2 separate regions of the Mus musculus genome follow, and region 1 is linked to region 2. Evidence: chromatin contacts called from public HiChIP or PLAC-seq data. All regions are on one chromosome and are shown on one strand. Each heading gives the region's core, a stretch centred on a gene start, on an enhancer-like site or on the middle of the called end of the contact. The rest is flanking DNA. Distances are from core to core; before and after follow the strand shown. Region 1 overlaps Mdga1 (MAM domain containing glycosylphosphatidylinositol anchor 1). Region 2 has its middle 4.6 kb from the start of Gm41557.

Evidence for each region. HiChIP or PLAC-seq counts read pairs in DNA pulled down with a chosen protein or histone mark.
Region 1: a contact with region 2 is called in an H3K27ac HiChIP or PLAC-seq map of embryonic stem cells, with 2.8 times the contacts expected there. The contact joins two enhancer-like sites. A contact is called at or near these places in 1 of 39 promoter capture datasets (liver) and 2 of 115 datasets of contacts at active chromatin or transcription factors (embryonic stem cells and microglia).

Annotation. Positions count from the first base shown.
Region 1 is chr17:29,851,293-29,854,344 of GRCm38.p6, reverse strand. It overlaps Mdga1 (MAM domain containing glycosylphosphatidylinositol anchor 1), which reads left to right. Exons shown (of 17, transcript NM_001368423.1): 3 at 1,729-1,903. Among named protein-coding and RNA genes, the nearest start is that of Mdga1, 36 kb to the left of the region's middle. Within about 2 kb of position 1,309, at least 15 of the 459 cell types and tissues checked have an H3K27ac peak or open chromatin away from gene starts, as enhancers often do. A contact at or near this core is called in embryonic stem cells, where this site is marked.
Region 2 is chr17:29,244,036-29,247,298 of GRCm38.p6, reverse strand. No RefSeq gene overlaps it. Among named protein-coding and RNA genes, the nearest start is that of Gm41557, 4.6 kb to the right of the region's middle. Within about 2 kb of position 1,713, at least 54 of the 459 cell types and tissues checked have an H3K27ac peak or open chromatin away from gene starts, as enhancers often do. A contact at or near this core is called in embryonic stem cells, where this site is marked.

The DNA.
Region 1 (3,052 bases), core at 60-2,559, 610 kb before region 2:
TTCCCATTGCTGTGGGGACAAAATGCCAGAGAAGGTTGACGACTTTTACCTCAGCATCTCACAACTCTCCCAAAGCATGCCCCTACTGTGACAAACTTCTTCAAACCAGTTCCCACTTTCCGGTTTTCACAATCTCCATGCCAGCACATCGGAACCCATCAGTGGTCCATCTCCTCAAAGCCTTGAACACAGGAACCTTTCGGGGATACCGTGATCCAAACCACAGCAGGGCTACAGGTCAGTTCAGGACTAAACTGAAGTGGATGCCCAAGAGCTCCTGCCTGCGAAGCCTGTCCCCAGGGTCACAGCAGGGTACCAACTCCCAGGAGAAAGCAGGACCTTGCCTTAGGTCTTGATCAGTTTGGTACAGGGAAAAAGCAAACAGAAATCATAGAAATAAAAGCAGTAGTGTCTTTTTTTTTAAAGATGGTTTTAATACCTCAGAGACAGCCAAAGAGAAAATTAGTGAATTGGGTACTAGAGCAAAGATATTAACCACAAGTCTGGAGAAGCAATGGAAATCACGAAAAGGGTTCTGAGGATGTAGCTCACTTAGGAGAACTGAGTGAGCACGAACCCCTGGGTTTGACCCCACAGCTGTATTAACAGACCCGGTGCTGCACTCATAGAATATCAGCCACTGTGGAGGTGAAGGCAGAAGAATACAGGATTCAGTGCTACCTGTCAGCTTCATAGCATTGAAAAACAATCTGGGGAAGGAAAAAAAAAAACAGAAAACCAACACAAAACCCAAGTTTTGAATAGCATGTTAAAATCCACATAGACAAATTAAGGTGACTCCTCAGAGCATGGTCACTTACCGAGATCACTATTAATAATAGAAACTGTTGACTGACTAATGCGTTTGAGGCACCACATTTAAGTGCTTCGCTCCCTAAGCCTCATAACTTGCAAAGTAGGCATTATGCTATATTAGTTATTGTTGACTGGCAAATACTTCAAAATGCAGGGGCTGAGTCCCGGAACACTTCTTGTCTCCCAGTGCCAGTGGCAGGAATCCAGCAGCCGGCAGACTCTCATGCAGGCTCTCTCAAAAGGCTGCAGTTGGGTGTCAGTCATCCCAGGAGGAGGAGTGCTGGAGAACTCTTCAGAGAGACGTGGTTGCTGATGGCCTGAGGCTGCAGCCTCTCCTAGGCTCCTCTCCACAGGAGTGCTTAGGGCAGGGGAGCAGGGCTTTCTCCTCTTCAAGGCTGTGATGGAAATCAGTTTCCTATCCTAGTCTAGGCTCTCCCCTGCTGAAGTCTATTGGCCACACAGAACCTCGGTAGAACAGAGGGCAGGACCTACAGAAGAGAGTGAAGCCCATAAAGCCATCTTTGAGACTGGCTGCCAGCAGAGCTCTTTCACATGCAGGAGTGTGAGACTGAGGGCTGAGATCACGAAGCTAACAAGCAGGTCAACACATGCTCAGTTAGCAGTCTTCCCAGCACTAATATATGCTCGTCCAGCCCTCCATTAACCCTAGGCAACTTAGCTAGGAAAGAGGCACAAGAGGCTCACTCAAATCCCATACATGTCCTGACAAGACCCACAGCCTTGCCTGAGAGCCTTCTCTCTCTGCCCCTCAGTTCTTCTCACTGTGGCATCCTAAGGGTCATGAAGGTCAGGCCTGGGTCCACCCTCTCCGGTACCCTGGAGAGCATGGGGCAGGGAGGGGACGCCTGCACAGCAGGGCCTTCAGTCTCAGTGTGGTGACTGCCCATCCAGGTGCGGTGGACCAAAACTGCCGGCAGCGCATCGGACAAGTTCCAGGAGACGTCGGTCTTCAATGAGACTCTGCGGATCGAGCGCATCGCACGCACGCAGGGAGGTCGCTACTACTGCAAGGCGGAGAACGGAGTGGGCGTGCCGGCCATCAAGTCTATCCGCGTGGACGTGCAGTGTGAGTTATGGTCTCTCGAGGTTCTGGACCCTGACGGGACGGGCCCTTCCAGGGCTCCGGACCCCTCAGGGATGAGAAAGGGAGATAGGATGGAGCAGTGGCAAGGTAGTGAAGGGCTGGAAAGACCTCTCTGGAAATGGTCAGCTGTGTGTTGCCCTTCCGCCCTGTATCTCCCTAAACCATTTCTGCATTTCCATGTCCTCTCGTGGACCTTGATGTAACCCTTTAAACAGCATATTGAATTGTACTTCTTTCTCAGACGAAGAAAAAGCAAAGTAACCCAGTCTTGGCTCCGGCCACACCCCAGAGTGGGGACAGCCTTCTGTGAGAGTTAAGGATACAGGATCAGCTCTGAGATTCTGCTCCTTGCTACCCTGTGAAACTGTAGACACCCCCCCCCCAATGCAGCCTGGGCTGTATGCTAGATCCTCTGAGGAAAGTTTAAATTTTTATTTATTTCTGTAGTGTGTGTAGGGGGTGGAGTCACAGGACAAGTTGAAGGAGCTCTCTCCTTCTGCGTCCTGGGTCTTGGGGATCAAACTTCTGCCATCAGGCTTGGTGGCGGGTGCTTTAAAAGGCTGAGCCATCTCTCCTATCCTCATCTTGGGCTCTGCTCCCAGAAGTTCTTAGGTGAGTGACAGGGAATGCACCAGGCATCAAGGATGCCCTAGGCCATCCGTTCAACAGTTGTTTACATTTGCATGCGTGTGTAAGCACCACTGGTTTTTAGATGTAGTGGGTGTTTCAAGGAGCTAGGCTAGGGTGGGAGCCACCCGTGGTCAGGAGGCAGCGTGCACCCTAAGAAGGCTGCCTGGCACAAAACAGGAAGCTCACTGAAAACATTAAGATCCACTTGGTTTTTTTTTTTTTTTTTTTTTGCTTGTTTGGTTGGTTTTTTGGAATTTGATCATGCAGTTCTCAATCATGAACTTTATACATTAGAGCATCCTGTCCCTCTGTCAAAATGTCAGACACGCCTGCTGGGTAATTCCCTGATACACTCTTCCAGCAAACAACACCCCAGAGACGACCACCACCCAGGAAGAGATCTAGGCATCAGCGTTACACAGAAATTCCAGTTCCAATGTGGCTTGGTTGGTAGCATGTTTGCTCAGCATGCAAAAGGCCCTGGGTTCGATCCCCGGCCCT
Region 2 (3,263 bases), core at 464-2,963:
GAGATCTGATGCCCTCTTCTGGTGTGTCTGAATACAGCTACAGTGTACTTATGTATAATAATAAATCTTTGGGCTAGAGCAAGCAAGGCCAATTGAAGTGAGCAGGGTTGGCTGGAGTGAGCAGAGGTCCTAAAAATTCAATTCCCAACAACCACTTGAAGGCTCACAACCGTCTGTACAGCTACATTGTACTCACATACATAAAATAAATTTAAAAAAAAAATCCCTGTCTAAAACCACAGGGCAAAATGTGCGAACTCGGGAGTGTAAAAACTTTTGTGTCACCTTGGCGAACCACATGACACCTTAAATTTAGTTTCCTTGTTGGACAGGCTAAGGTTTGAACTAGGCCCTGTGAGCTTCAAGTCTGAATATAGGTCAATGTGAGAAGATCCCTCCAGCTGCCAAGTTTGCATTTCACATGCTATTCTGGAACTCTGCCACTAGGGGGAACTATGAATACAGCTTAGCCTCTCAGCTGCCTCAAGAGGCAGAGACACCTTTCCATGATTTTGCTAAGCCAAACCAGCTGCTCTTGGAATGAGGAAAACCAAGGACTGCTCAGATTGCCACCAACTAGAACTGAGCCGTGAGCCCAGCAGAGTGAGCCGACGAGAGCTTCGTGTGCTAAGGTGCACCATCCTCTGTCGGCTGGTCTAGTCAGACATTCCCATGTCTGGGTTGCAGGAGACCTGAACCTGGGCCTGTTTATGTACGTACTTGGTCCTAAAGAAGCTGGCTCCTCCTTAATGTTTAGTCCTTCCCTGGGCAGTAAAGTCATTCTTTCTTTGGTAATTCGGAGTCACTCACATTAGCCAGGAAATAACTTCACTTGAGAAAACAGTTCAACGTGAGTATTTCTGTCTTTGTTTTGTATTTTTGAGACAGGGTCTCTCTGTATCCCTGGCTGTTCTGGAACTCTCTACAGACCAGACTGGCCTTGAACTCAGAGATCTGAGCGCTGGGATTAAAGGCATGTGTCACCGCTGCCCACTGTGTATTTAACACCAAACCAACCTCTGAGGCTGACCTTATTACACCCATTTCTGGATGATCAAACTGAGAATGTACCAAAGCCCTGTAGAGTAGATGGACAGATGGAACAATGAACCCAAGGCTGCTGGCTAGGAACGGATTTGGGGATTTCTTGCTGAGTTTAGCTCTGTTTCATTTGTTCCCGTCCTTGATACATAGAGGGGGAAGATGACCTTGCAGGTGGGGACATCCACCCTGCTCCTAAGTCCTCAGCCCCTCCCCAGAAGCCAGCCGCTGGGGCCAGGACACACGTGACCCTAATCAGTGTGTTTATTGGGTCAGAAGTATAATGGCCGAACTGCTGGGCTCTGCTCATTGAAATCACTTCCCTCTCCTCGAGGGTCTGGCTGGGCTCCATTAAGAGCTGTGCCCTGTGTACTCAGTAGAGGCAGAGGCAGTGCGGGGGAGGAGCCAAGCACATCTCTACTTCCTCATTAACTGACAGGGAAAGTGGCTGTCCAGGGTCAGCATACACATGTAAGAAGGAAGCCATCAAAGGAAGGGGAATCCACAGCCCACCATCGTTCTCAGCCATGTTTAATCCTGAAGGCTTTGCCTTTGTGGCTCCTTTTCCGGAAGCAGAGGGACAAGGGACTTGGTGAGCTCAGGTACTGGGTGGCTTCTGGTTCCAATGGATGCTCAATGCAGGGCTGCAAAATTCCCTTCCTCCCTGGTCTGCTTTGTCCCTCAGTCGCACTGGAAGTTTGTGTGTGTGTGTGCGTGTGTGTGTGCGCACGCGTGCGCGCATGTGCATGGAACCCAGAGCCTGGTACATACTAAGGAAGATCTGTGCCATGGAATTATACCTTTGATCCTATCTTTTCCCTACTAGGGAAAACCTAATGAAGGAAGATCCCAGAAGAGAGGGTGGAAAGACGTTAGGCCAGTGGCAGCTCCTGAGCCTGACACCTGAGCCTCACCTAAGCGCTGATGGAATTATCAGAGAACTGGAGATCAGGGCGGCTGTTCCTAGCCAAAGGTAGAAGAGGCAGGCCACCAAATGTGCCTGCTGAGCTGCTGGGAGTGGGAGGCAGAGCTAATAAACTCAGGGAAATCACGGCAGGCAGCTGAAGACTCCAGCAGGCACGCCAGGGCAGGGCCTCCGGGACTTCGGTTTGCACAGGAAGCCCGGCTCCTGGCATTCTGTGCACATTTCAGTTACCTCCGAAGCCAGGCAAGCAAACACGAATCGCGTGGCATGAAAATCAATTTAGAGCTTAAGAGGGGGAGAGGATGTTTCATCCTCAGTGGCTTCCCAGGCTGCCCAGCACATGAAACACTAGGAGAGAGACAGACAGCTAGGGCCTCGGGGCAGCAACAGCCTCTCCTGTTCCCCCCCCCCCCCCCCCCGTTTTTTAGATGCCCGAGGGAGAGGGTGCCAGGGTCTTTGGAGCCAGTCAGGGGAGGAGGAAGAGGAGGAGTTAAGGAATGGAATTGGACAAGAGGCTGTGCTCCCTGCTCCTCCTCCTCCCCCGAGGCTTGAGAGTGTGGGTCAAGAAGACCCTGGGAGGCTGGCAGGACAGGGAGGGGCTGAGTCTGCTTTGCAGCTTGAGACAAATGTGAGGAGTCAAGTCTCCTGTTTTCTAAGATGCTCAGACAAGGGGAGAGGTCTTAACATGGAGCGGGGAGTTCAGCAAGCCCCAAAGCAAGCCAGGCTGCCACAGGAGGGAGGAGGCTGTTTCCAAATGGAACTAGGAGCTGAGGTTGTAGCTAAGTGGCAGAGTGCTTGCTGGCATGGGCTAGGTCTTAGCTTCCAGCACCAGCACTATAAAGGGAGTTGGGGGGGGGGACCTTAGACCCAGGGCTGAGGCTGGGCAAAGCCAGGAGGATGATCATCGAGTCCAGGCTAATCGGGAAGAGGCGGAGTCTGAGGCACAGGCTGAGAGAAAAGGGCAGGGGCAGCCAAGCTAGCTCTTGTGGATCTTGTTAGCAGGGATGAGCACACAGAACTCATTGTGGGGTCAGAAACGGTGCATCTACGTGCTAATGAGGTGAAAGTCAAGGCACCCATCCTTCCTAGAAGAAGCTGAGGTAAAATGATTCATACTGAAAATCCCATTACTCAGGAGGCTGAGGCAGGAGGATAGCCTGTGAGTTCAGGGCCAGCTAGGGCTATGGTCCAATCAAGAATCAGGGCCAGTGCAGATCTAGACTGGGAATATAGCTCAGTTGGTAGACTGTTCGCTGAGTTTAATCCTCTGCAGTATCTAAAACCAAGTTTCTAATCT